2 separate regions of the Rattus norvegicus genome follow, and region 2 is linked to region 1. The links are chromatin contacts, called in public Hi-C maps. All regions are on one chromosome and are shown on one strand. Each heading gives the region's core, a stretch centred on a gene start, on an enhancer-like site or on the middle of the called end of the contact. The rest is flanking DNA. Distances are from core to core; before and after follow the strand shown. Region 1 holds the start of Dnah11 (dynein, axonemal, heavy chain 11). Region 2 has its middle 35 kb from the start of Rpl19l1.

Evidence for each region. Hi-C and Micro-C count contacts between places; a contact is called where the count stands out from the background.
Region 2: a Hi-C map of the A7r5 cell line shows a contact between it and region 1, with 3 times the contacts expected there. The contact joins the enhancer-like site here to the promoter of Dnah11 in region 1. A contact is called at or near these places in 2 of 12 Hi-C or Micro-C datasets (the A7r5 cell line and the Rat2 cell line).

The regions. Positions count from the first base shown.
Region 1 is chr6:145,295,028-145,301,791 of GRCr8, forward strand. It overlaps Dnah11 (dynein, axonemal, heavy chain 11), which reads right to left and starts at 3,496. Exons shown (of 82, transcript XM_063262810.1): 1 at 3,055-3,496; 2 at 1,010-1,153. The coding sequence starts at 3,345.
Region 2 is chr6:145,553,455-145,560,218 of GRCr8, forward strand. No RefSeq gene overlaps it. Among named protein-coding and RNA genes, the nearest start is that of Rpl19l1, 35 kb to the right of the region's middle. Within about 2 kb of position 4,392, at least 1 of the 93 cell types and tissues checked has an H3K27ac peak or open chromatin away from gene starts, as enhancers often do. A contact at or near this core is called in the A7r5 cell line, where this site is marked.

The sequences.
Region 1 (6,764 bases), core at 2,246-4,745:
GAACAGACAGCATCAGGTGAGAAACTATGCATCTTGGACTTTACCCCGGCCCACACCAATTGAGTCTGTCTGTACAGACCAGGCATTGAGGAGGTAGTGCCTACACATGTTAAAATGTCACTGGCCATTTCAAGGAGTAGGTTAGTTCGTTTTTGATTACTGTTACAAAATCCGGAAGATAGAGGAGGATAGGTTTCCCTTGACTTTCATTTCCAAGTTCTGTCCATAGGACACTGTCCCTGCCATGCTCTGGCCTCACATCACAGCAAGAACAGATGGCAAAGTAAACCATTCATCTCACAGCAGTGAAGAAGCAGAGAGAACAGGGGCCATGGTACCTAAGCCCCTCAAGGGACAGCCTTCAGTGACCTAATTTCCACCTATGAGGCCCCAGGTTGTAAAAGCAACACCCCTCTGTATGCTGATGATCAATCCTTTTTTTTTTTTTTTTTTTTTTTTTTGGAGCTGGGGACGGAACCCAGGGCCTTGCGTTTGCTAGGCAAGCGCTCTACCACTGAGCTAAATCCCCAACCCCGATGATCAATCCTTTAATACACCCACCAGAGTCAGCACAGGGGAGAGAGAACGTGTGAGCAATTGGTGACTTCATTACTGCCTTCCATTCTCTGACACAGGTGAAACTCCATTTAGTTACTACCTTGTAACAGAATTTGAAAAAAAAAATGGATGATAGTGTAAGCTCATTTCTATTCTGTCTGTAGTGCCTTAAACAGTTCAAGTTGGCAGGCAAACGCCTCCAGCATTGTGAAAGGGGTAAGGGAGGAGTGGGAGAGAGAGGGGAGAGATGATCTGACGGGGAGCAGGCTAGTCAGTACTAGTGGATAGTGAGTGAGTTCAGAATACAAGCTGAACCCGATCACTTCGCACACCTGGCCAAAGAAACTGCTGTCTCCCCACGTCCTTCTACTTAAGGAGACAGAGCGTCTCAACGAATGCCAGGTGTCTGGAGGTCAAGAAAAACACTCAGATACTGGAGACAGATCAGTACCTCATCTAGGAATGCAGTTACATGTGTGAACAATGACCTGGGTATTTCTCCAAACAAAACGGTTTGGGAGAAATCACTTTCTCCCGTGCTCCCAGTCATCTTCTTTGCAAAATAAACCAGCTTGTGTTTCACATCTCTTGGAATCTGGAACAAAAGCAAGATAATTAGTTCAAGTTTACTACAGAGCCTCTTTGTTAACAGGCAGGATTTGCTGTATGTATCCCACTTGCAGACAGATTGCCAACAGAGGAAGTAAAACCCTGGCTTCTGGCCCATATTTACAAACAAGGTTGCTCTGTTGCTCTTCTGTGTCCTGGAAAAGGTAGGATTCTCTTATCTTTTTTACAATATCACCTTCAAAGACATGCCCATTACACCTAAACAGCATATACTGTAAGATTTTCATAAACAAAACCAAACATAAGAACATTTCAATCCTAGTGAGAGTTCCCCCCTTTTGATAATTTTTCTCTTGTTTGAAAATAAGCCAAACGGAGTCACAAGGGGTTAATTTTCATTTCTGCCATCAAGGCAAAGAACAGAAGTGTTTAGCCAAGATAGTTTAACATTCCTATAACTGTTGAGGGGTTCTGTTTCGTTTTGTTTGGTTTGGTTTGGTAAATACTACACTATTCAGCTTCTATGCTCTGAGAACTTTAGGTTTCTTGACTTGTCTGACATAAACTTTTTTTTAAAAATTATAATTAGGAGAATACTAAAACAAAGCTATTCAAAACTCACGCAGCTGAAATGCAAACATCCTGTTACTCGCTAATATTCTGAGGGCTTGCCTCATACCTGTCCTAAATGACCACATCTGGGATGATGTTACCCCTTTACAACATGAATCCCAAGTCCAACACTGCTGAAAGATAACCTATTAGGCAAGGAAATTCAGAAAGGAAAGAATGACAAGAAAGCAAAGGAAGAAACACAATGCCCATTAAACCTGAGGCCTGTGCAAATTACAGGATACACACACACACACACACACACACACACACACACACACACACACACACACACGGAAGTGACATCAGTTTTAAAGGAAAACACATCAGAAAGTAAAGCAATTGGACACAAGTTTTTAGAGTTCTATTGATAAGTAACTTTCCAAAGCACACCTCTGCTACAAACAAGTATGGAGGTGACTTTTCTTGGAACTTATGTTTGGGGGTAGAGAGACAGTTCCTTTCCCAAACACCCACATGGTGGTAATTCACAATAATCTGTAACTCCAGTTCCAAGGAATCCCAACACCCCTCTTCTGACCTCCATGGGCACCGGGTACTCACAAGGTGCCCAGACATACACGCAGGCAAGCATGCATACACATAAAAATAAAATGAATAGATCGTCTAAAAGGAATTTACAATATAACTGCCAAGATAATACTTCTAGAAATTACTAATAATCTAATTTACAAAACAAGCATGTTTATTTTGTGCTTTAAACGACACCAGCCAGTCTTATTTGTTTGTTATTGTTGATTTTTGTTGTTTGTTTAGTTTGTGGTTTTGACAGGGTCTCATGGTGTAGCCCTGGATGTCCTGAAACTCACTGGGTAGACCAGGCTGGTCAGAAACTCACAGAGATCCTCCTGCCTCCTCTGCCACTGCCTCTTCCTCCCAAGTGCTAGGAGTTAATAAAGTAAGCGCCACCACAGTCCAGCCTGCTCCCGCTCCCTTTTTTTGTTAGAACTCGATTATTTCTTTCCTGGACAAAATGTAGTATAGATGCTGAAACAACTCACGCTATAAGGGTTTAGCTTGAGTTGTTTAAAAGAATATGACTCTGGAGTTCCGTCGGGGTCTGAAACAGAAGTTATTTGGCCCCGCAAAGCTCTCCTGGCACCATTAGCCCAGGCTGCCTTAGTTTTCTTGCATTATTTTATACAAATATCTCTTTCGACAGGCATCCCTTGCAGAAAACTAACATACAGTGTTTTCTGTAGAGCTGGTGCACAAGGGGACACAGAGACCAGGAGGTGGACTTCAAGTTACGTTTAAATCCCACAGCCTGCATCCTCTCAAGTTGCGCCTTACCTCGGGGGACGCCGAGAGCAACCCCGGGGCGACACTAAACACCAGGCTAGCAGGACCACTGCTCTCCAGAAAGTCTCCTAGGACCTGCCGGTGGTCCTCGCTCTCCAGATATTCGCCCCACGTCTCCTCCGGGAACCCCAGCGCTTGCTGCAGACGGCCTCCCAGGAAGCGCACCCGGGGGTCTACGGCAAAACGTTGCGCTCTCCGTGCAGCCTCCGCCTCCTCGTCTTCCTCGTCCTCCTGCTCCGAGGGGCTGAGCCGCAGCACGGTCCCTTCTTCCTGGGCTGCCATCTCGTACCTAGCTAGAGAGGATTCTCGGAGTCCTGTGCCACAGAGGCGATCTCCCGAGGCAGTGCCAGCAGTTCTGACTGCAGAGCCAGGAGCACTGGAGGCGCGGTGGCCCGGACTGCATCGCGTCCCGTTGCCAGGGAGATGGCCGCCCTGCCCCAGCCCCGGAAGGAGGGAGGGAGGAGTGAGTCTTGAGCCTCTTGGAGCCTCCAGGCAGAAGAAATCAGGCCAGGGAACCATTGGATTTCTCTGTTTTCACCCCCTGGGCATCTTGGAGTTCCCAGAAATGTTCCAGGACTAGCTAGAGGCTCTGGATTTAGCAGTACTGTCTTGAGCAGATATTCCTGCTAATTTGCTGCCCTGGTTAGTTCATCTGGTCCCTACAAAGCCAGGGATAATTGCTCAGTGTTTAACTGTGGGTGAAGTATGCCCCAAAGTAATTCGGTAGACCTCCTCATTGCTGTCTTTAAGTTCCTGGGAGGACAGTGTCCCAGTAAAACAAAACAAACAAAAAACTCTCTTACTTTCCTAATTGTCAAAGTCCAAGATCTAGGCATCACAAATCCTGATTCTTACCCCCAAAGAGACTGCAATGAGCTTTTTATAAAAGGCCAAATGCATCAAACGCAAATGCTAGAGTTGAGGGTAAGAACTTATCTCAGGCAGGATGGTGGCAGAGCATAGTCGAAGCCCTAACTTCCATCCCCAGCGCTCAGAAATCTTACTTTATCCGTCATTCGCTGATATTCTTATTATTAAAGTATTCAGAATTTTGAAGTGGGAGAGAGTCTTCGAACTAAATAGGTTTCACCCATCCCCTTTCTTTCCCAACAGGAGTTACCTTTGATAATTCATCCGTATTTATAGTAAGGCTTGAACATTCTTGTTTTCCTTTGGGAATATTGCCTCTCACATCCATCTAGATGTTTTTCTGGTTATATTATCAGATTCTTAGGTTTAAATGTTTCTGGAGAGCCTTCATAAAGATGTCACAGCCAACATCAAATCTGCCTTGTGATTTATGGTGTCTCTTGGGAGTGTCCAGAACCTAGGTGTAGGAGATTAACCCTGAGTTTATATTCCCTTGACCTTATATTCTAGGTTTGTATGCTCCTAATTCTGGTACCAGAGAAACTGTCTGTAAATAAATAAATTGAGGAGATGGCCTACTGCCTCAGAGCTTGAGCCCCGTAAGCCTGGCTACCACAACCGTAGCCCTAGAATTCACATAAAAGCTCAGTTTGGTGGTGTGTTCCTATAACCTAGCACTTCTAAGATGGGATGGGAAGCTGAGGCAGGAGAATCACCTGGAAGCTCACGGGCTAGCTATCCTGGAGTACACAGCAGCTGAAACTAGAGAAGGCTTGCCTCAGCAAGGTGGAAGGCCAGACCAACTCCCCAGAGTTGTCTCTGACCCGTAACAGGTGCCTGTCACACACATCTCTCACACACACACACACACACACACACACACACACACACACACACACACACACGATTGTGTAATCAATACATTTATTTTAAATTAAATTATAAGTCAATAAACTACTTTCAATTTGGGGAGGGAACAATTAGAACAATAAGGCTAGTATTAAAGTAAGCTTTTCAAGGACTCAAATGTAACAAAATAGCCAATGAAAATGTAGCAAAGAATTTAACTCACTAGCAGCCATGAGAACAGTGAAGTTGCTGTAAAGGGAGCCTGCCAGGCTCGGTGCATATTCACAAAGACCAGTGCAATTTTTACTTGTCATTGAGTTTTCTCTAGCAGAATAGTTCCTTTTTTCAGAATTTACATCTGTAATTAGCAAGTATCTACAAATAAAAAATATAACTTTTATAAACCCAGAGTTTGAGTCTTTCCTTATAGTAGATATTAAGAAATGCATTTTCCCTAGAGAGTTTGTACCTTAGAGTAATAAAATCATCACTTAGAAAGACATGCTTTCCCTCCTTGGATCAAGTGTTATTTAAAAATACCAAGTAGGTACCATGCTGAGTTCACTTGGTTTCTCAAGAAAATCCTTATTAAACACCTACTGGGTGCCAAACACTGCCCTGCTGCTGAGCACTGCAGCATGTCGGCACTCTAAGCGTCTCTCCTCACATTGTTGTCTAAGCTAGCTCCACACTGTCTGGACTGAGGTTGTTCTACCTGGGTTTGCCTTCCCTTTCTATCAGGTGCTGTCAGGAGCCACCTAGGATAGGCTAAAGGCGTGCAGGTGACTTTTCTGGAGATGGCCCACCATTTTTGCATGGCTGTGATGGGTAAGCTCTGAGTTGCAGGGCCTTGAGAAATTTCATCTCAGGATTGCTTCTTGCAGCTGAAATGCCTTTTCCTATCACTATTACATAGTGTAATGATTCCTGGCATTAGCCCACCCTGTTGAGCAGATTTTCTGCAGATCGACATAAAGATAAACTTTCATGAATTAATGCTGCTTAGATGAATTTATGATTTCACAGAATTACTGATTTGATTTAAACAATTTTAGAAAGAAAGTTTTCAGATGGTTTTCGTCGTTTTGCCAAAAAGATGTAATAAAGGTAGACTCAAGAATAGAATTCACCCCTCCTCAGAGAATAGTAAGTAAAGGCTGCATAATAAGCCAAGCAATAAGCTTTCATAATCACACTAAGAAGAGATATAGGCTTGGGACAAATATGTGTTCAAGGAAAAACATTCAGGACCAAGGATGAAGCCACAGGTGTGCACTCACTATGATAAGGCAAGGCCGTGTGAAAACTCTTGCTTTGGACTTATGTGCTTATAGAATGAAACACTGCTTTGAACTTGTTACGGGTTCTTCTCTGTAATTCCCCTTCTGTGTAACATTTTATCTCTGAGGTAATTCTTCCTTACATAGAGAACTTTTTGTTTAAAAGGCTATAAAAATTGTTAATAGCAATAAAGAAAGGTGGTGTGGCCATTTCTGCTACATCTAGAATGTGTGTACGTGCGAGCGTCTATGTGTGTGTTTGAATGTGTTCCTTGTTTTCCTTCTCTTTTCTCTCTACTTCACAGAGAATAAACTCCAGGCTTTTCACCTGGCCTGCAAGAGACTCCTGGGCAAAAGAGAAAGGAACTCTAACAATGAATCCTTTACTTAATTCCCTGATGCCACACAGCAGGAGTTAATTACCTGAAACCTTAGGATAGTAAAGAGTTTTTTAAAAGGTAAATATTACCAAAAGTAAGCAATTGCACCCCCCAAATCACAACCTCTGCCACCACAACCTCCAACACCCCCATCTCTGCCTTCCCTGGGAAACCCCATGAAGCCCGGAAGGTCACCCACAAGGTGCTAAGTGTGTGATCCCAGCAAGCCATTTTCCCCTCTGGGTGCCTCGGTTTCCTCACCTGACATAGGAAATCATCAACATTTCAGCAAACACTTCCTCCCTTCACCTTCCCTTGAGAA
Region 2 (6,764 bases), core at 3,142-5,641, 260 kb after region 1:
CCCTCTGTGAGTCCACTACAAGATGATCTTTTGAGAGCTTGTGTAAATCTAGTTCTCATTCTCGTTGCTTTATCTATTAAAGGCCACACGTGAGGGTTCTCACCCAAAGTGCAGACTGTGCTCTCCAGCTCAAAGGTAGTAACGACTTTACTCTATTAAATATTTGACTGGAATGGATCCATTGTAGCTGCACCCAAAGAGATATTACTACCAAATCTGACCCCGCAAAATCCAAAGGACGGGTGAAACAAAGTTACTTTGTGATGTTGGCTCCAGGGTCAAAATCCAAAGGGTGGGTGAAACAAAGTTACTTTGTGATGTTGTTGGCTCCAGGGTCTTTCTGAAGAAGTGGACCGCTGCTCTTCACCTGGTGGACTGCCTGGTGCCATTCACACTCACAGCTTAAACCAGCTGTCTTCAGCTTCCTGGACGCCACAATTTGGCGAATTCCCAGCAGCACCTTTGCTCAGGGAGAGGGAGTGGTTCGGTCTTCCTGGTGTGAGAACCTCTGAGAGGTACTTAACTCCTCTGCCTGATAACTCTGTTTAGAAACACTTACCATGTGTTGATCTCTTAAACACTGACACTCATAGCACTGGGCAGTAAATATTGGAGACCGGTTTGAAACAGAAATTATTTTGAGGAATGGTTTTGGAATCTGCCTGGTGGACTAAGCAAATAGTCCTAAGCGTAGGCTGGTGAGGTGTACTGAGTACATGTGCCGTGCTTTCATGATTTGGTAGTTATAGAGACTCGAGGAGATTGTCTAAGGAAAAATAACAATGGCTAGACAGGCTTGCTTTACTTTCCTACCAATCCCTTATACTTTTTTGAGTTGGCCAAGCCCCGCCCCAAACACACACACACACACACACACACACACACACACACACACACACACACAAACTCTCTCAAAGACATTTTCAATTTTCTTTTAAATTTGATTAACCTGCAAGTTATTTACCCAAGAATGGGATTCATTTATTTCATATGCACAGGTCAAATAAGGATGCTATAACCTGGAACTCTCAAATATCTGGGACATTGACACCTAACAGTAAAAGATGAGTTATTGGGCTGAGGATATACTCAGGGGTGGAGCATTTTTTTCAGCATGTATGAGGTCCTGGGCTTGATTTTTATAGCAAGATATGCTCTACCATTTTCTTCCACTTTTGGCCTTGACATCCTCAACCGGACAAGGGGACAATTTCTTTCCACACTTATTGAATGTTATCTGTCAAGCGCTTTCATATTACTATCATACTTAAGACTCTCAAGCAGACCTCTGAGGTCCTTATTTTATCCTCAGTTTACTGCTAAGAGACCAGTGTGTTCTGGGGATATTCAATAAAGCCCAAACCCACCTGGCTGATACGCAGTAGAGTCTGGGATGGAACTCCCGCTGTGAGTGTCACTACGGGGTTGGGACTGCTGTATTTCGGTAATACATTAAGATATCATGAGGGGCTGGGGATTTAGCTCAGTGGTAGAGCGCTTACCTAGGAAGCGCAAGGCCCTGGGTTCGGTCCCCAGCTCCGAAAAAAGAACCAAAAAAAAAAAAAAAGATATCATGAAAAGTGGGATCTGGATGAGAGAGAGAGAGAGAGAGAGAGAGAGAGAGAGAGAGAGAGAGAGAGAGAGGATAATTTGGAGCTGCCCATGCTGGTAGGCACTTTGCTCCCTTGACACAAGCTACAGACATCTGGGAAGAGGGAAACTCAACTGAGAAAATAGCTCTACCAGATTGGCCCGTGTGGGCAAGTCCACTGGGCATTTAATCTTGATTAATGTTTGATGTGGGGACACATACACACTAACTAGTATCACCCCTGGGTCCTGAGAGGCATAAGGAAGTTCACTGAGCAAGCCATGGGGAGCAAGCCAGAGAGCAGCACTCCTCCATGGCCTTTGCTTCAGTTCTTGCCTTGGCTTCCTGTAGTGACAGACTACAACCTGTAAGGCAAATAAACTCTTTTCCTCCCCAAGTTGGTTGTGCTGTCTATTACAGTAATAGGAAGCAAACTCCTACATTGCCTTTCCAAGAAACACAAAGCTAGCCTTCCCATGCAGGATACTTAAAGGGAGAACAGTATAGTACCACATCAGAATCTTGTGTTGCTCATACAAGCCACAGGGTTAAAGATATGGAGTCTATATGTTTCCCAGTAGTTTCTCTCCTCTGAACAGGGAGAGAAATAATAGTACCTACTTCCTGATGGTGGCTTGAGTATTAATGTACTGCCTCATCTAATACACAGCTCAACTTAGCTCAGCTGCTATCAGTTTTTAGTATCTACAAGTATTAACATGAAAAGGTGTCCCAGGAACTTTGTAGTTCATGTGACTACAAGGGGACATTGAAAGGTAGCAAGGGCAAATCGGCATCAAGTGAGCCTCTACCCCAAAATATGGATCTGTGCATGAGACAGTCCTAGAAGCATTGCATCCCCCTGTTAACTGTACTAGTCTCTGCACATGTCACATCATTATTTTCTTATAAAATGTGATACTTTTAAATAAAAATATCCCTCAGCTATATAATAAATACGGAATATACTGTAAAAAAACAAAGCAAACAAACACCTTCTCGGGACTGGAGATGTGGCTCAGCAGTTAAGAGCACTTGCAGTTCTTCCAAAGGATCTGATCTCCATTCTCAGCACGCTCCTGTCTCACAACTGCCTGGGACCCTAACTCCAGGGAATCAGATGCCTTCTTCAGGCCTCTTTGGACAACTTTACTCATGTGCACACAGACAGAGGTGAAGGGTGATGGAGAGAAAAAGGGAAAAAGTGTTCCCCCAAACAATAAATCCAAAATAAATAATCCCAAAGGGAAAGTACCCCAGGACTCAGGTCTCTTCTATGGGTCCTGAGTTCCAAGGCACGTTAGGAATTGGAGGGTGACAACTTACTGGCTCGGTTCTTTAATCCTGAGCAAATCATTTAGTGCAGGTGTTTGGCTTGGAGGGTTACTACCCACACGTATCGTCTAACACCAGTGGCTTGTTCTCTTTGCAGTCTGGCCTCAACTTCCCCAGCCTCTTGCCTGAGCCTCTGAAATGCTAGGATTTCAAGCATGTGCCTAGCTCATTTGGTTGTCACAAAGCTGAACCCAAGCACCCAAGGACACTCGGGTTCTTTCAAGCATCTTCTAGCTGAGCAACATCACAGCCAACGACTAAGATGGCATCATGCATTAGGTGGCTGCACTGTGGTGTCTGCATGAGAAAGCAAACCCAGGAGTCTCCAAGCCCTTCATGTTCAGAATGTCCCTTGCACCTGTTGTACAACGTATAGTTTAAACGTCTCTCAGGACTTCCTCAGTTGGGGTTTTACTGAAGTCTCTACTGACTAAAAATTATTAAAGCCTCCAAGGCACCTCAAATCAGAATAAACCCTGTTTTATTACAAAACATAAATACCACAATAACCAATTGAGGGTGTAAAGAAGGGCAAGTGTTAGAATACCTGAAGATTTTTAATCAGGATGATTGAAGCCTTGTACTTTCCAACCTTAAGTCAGGAATTTATGGATACAAAGACTAATGTGATTTTAATTCAGAATTCAGCCAACCATGCCAATAAATTCATTTCAAACATGTTAGACTAAAAGCTGACTGCCCTCTGGTGGGCTGTTTTTTAAAATATTTAGTGTTTCTTTAACTGAAGTGCTTAAAATATTGCACAGAGGCATGAAACTATTTTACAGTGCAATTTGTGAGGATAAAATTATTTGGGAATGGGGAAGCATTTTTTTAATTATATAAACTTAAGTTTGGCCGATTTATGCTTCTTTAAACTAAAATTTCCATTTGTGAGCAAATTTATCCGATTTTCAAATCTCAAATTAAAAAAAAAAAACAGGGAAAAAGAAAATCATTTTTCTCGAGGCTCATTTTCATTTCAAAATGTTGACATTCTAATTAATTTTCAGCTTTTCACAGCCATGGGGGGAAGTTACACACTTATCACGGTTAAATTGTTTCTGGGTATACACCATTTTCATGTAATTTTATTGTCTGAAAGAGAAATAGCATAATCCTATTCCCAATAAAATATATATTTGTTTTTATTTAAAGCGATAGCATATCACATAAAAGTACAAGGGCTAAGGCTGATATAATATGGGGAAAATTCAGAAGGTGTTGGCACATGCTCTGGCCAGCCTGGGATAGGGCAGTGTCTCACCCCCACCCCTCACCCCCACCCTGTTTGCAGTTCCCCTGGAATACTGGGGTGGGCTGAAATCTCCAAACGCCATTGCCACTGAGTCTGCCAATTCTCATCTGTTTCGCGTGGATTTGCGTGTTAAAGGCTTCCCAGGCACTGCTGATCCCACTTCAGCACTGTGAGCTTCAGTTCAGGATTCTGACTCTGGCCATAAATTACTTCCTTAGCGCCTGTGCGCTATGTGAACAAATCCTGTTGAGCATGATCACATTAATGTAGGTACTTCAAATAGCTGAAGATGGAAGATATAGGGGAAAAAATAAAGTTTTATTACTTTAAAACGCTTATTGTCTCTGCGAGGAAAAATAAAAATGTGTACCGAGCGATTTATCTGGTGAGTTTCGTGTATACTGGCAATGACTCAGAATCCTCCACATCCCTCCTCCCTTCCTTCCTGATGACTGACTCTCTTAGAGAGGCCTAATATTTTGTCTCTGAATTCCTTTTTTTGAATCTGAAACGGAAACTTACAAGAAAGAGAAGTCTTCTCTTGAGACAACGGAATTAAAGATTGCAATTAAATCACAAAATCAAGTTAATTCTGTGGCTGTAAATACCCAGCTTTAGGTTAATAAGCACCTGTGCCATCAGATATGACGTAACAGTGCAGGTCCCCGAATACAGTCAGTCTTTCAGAAACGTTTGTAACACCCAACAGCAACTCGAAGTCAAGAATGCAACAACGTTTTCAATTGCTACCTAAAAGCTGGACAGAGCAAGGTAACCTAAAACAGCTATGCTTTTAAAACTAATTAGCATATGCAATGACCTTAAAAATGTAAAGATGTCTCCTCCATGAGACTAATTTTCTTCCCCAACCCAACAGGAGGTAAATGGAAATACAGAACGGAAGAGTGCTTAACATAGAATTACTGGTTTAAAATTGTAGCCCCTGCCCCCTCCAAAATAAAATTTTGTACCCCAGCACGCTATTTTATAAAGGCTTGCTGGAACTTAGTTAGAAAGCAGTAAAACACAAACTAAACCAAAGTCAGCAGTCGTGGTGGTTTTGTTTTCTGGTCTTTCCCTCTTGGAGGTCAAGGGACGCAGCTCTCTCTCTCTCTCTCTCTCTCTCTCTCTCTCTCTCTCTCTCTCTCTCTCTCTCTCTCTCTCTCTCTCTGTGTGTGTTCAAAGGAGGTTTAGTTAGTCTTTCATTTAAAGAAAATGAAAATGTAGACTCTACCTTATTTAGCATTATTGCTCACGCCATGTTTTCTGGAAGTTCCGAAAAACATGAATAGAAACAAACCGGTGTATGAGTGTCCACAGAAGGAAAAGAAGCCTCCTTACCCAGTGCTTCAGGTAGGTAGACACTGTGATGCGAGCATGTTTGTGCGTGTATCTACTTAAATACATACCATCCTACCATTCTCTCGGAGCTTGCAGTCATGTGTGCTTTCTGCGTCCAGCAAATCAATATTCTTATAATTTTAAACGGGATTTTTTTTTCTCGCGTCGTAAATGGGACTTGTCGACCCGCAGGGTTGCAGCTTCAGATCCGCAGGGCTGGGGTCCGCTCCCGCGCTGTGCTTTTTCATCAACAGAGGGCGCTCTGTGGTTTGCCAAGGAACCTGACTAGTCTCACGGCCGGCCGAGCTGGGCAGCGGGTGAAGCATCCCTTAGCCTGGTTTGCAGTTTTTCCCCCATACCAGTCAGAAGCTCTTTCAACTGGCTAGTGTATAATTTATTGGAAATGCTACTGATCATTGAAACAACATACGTGAATGAAAGGGAACCCCATGATTTTACAAAAGTCGGATGACCGTGACATCTAAGGCTGCTACTAACCTATTGGAAATGATGATAAGCATAGAATTGACATGCAGACTGGTATGCCTTCACCTTGGAAAGCTCAGGCGATGGCTTTATTTACATAGTCCACCTCAGTCCTGAGCGCGGGAGTGTTCCTCGTTGTGTCCCACTTTAATAAATTATACTGTTTTATATCTGGTCCTAGACAAACGAAATAATTCCTCCTGAGGTAATCTGACTAGGACCTAATTGACACATTAGGAGAGCTCTGGGAAGCTTTTTCTCCGCTGCAGGTTAGAGAGAAGATACTAGATGCCAATGTCATTAATTTCTCACCAGCCAAAAGCACTAAATTTCGATTGAAAACTTGAGAGAATGAAAAAAAAAGATGTACTTTAAGAAAATTAGATCTTCTCAGAGTATTTGTCCAAGATCTACCCTTACCGATGCGCGATTTATTAGATGTTTCAACACAGCAAAGTAATCATAACTAACTAACGTGAAGATTGCATTTACTATCCTTCCGGGCAAAGTTTTGCAAATATCTTAGAGCCACTGTGAAAGCCAGAGAGCAGCAACCCTAACAGTTGCCAGAATCAACGTATTTGACAGAAGTGCGGTGCCACCGTAGCCCGTTATTTCAAACGAGAATGTTCCATCTCAAGAACGGGAGCGATACCACCAATAATAGAATAAACGGGAATCTGGAAGTCAAACAGCTTGACAGCAGCTACTCAGAACGAGAAAATACGAGCATTGTAACGTACTGATGTGTTT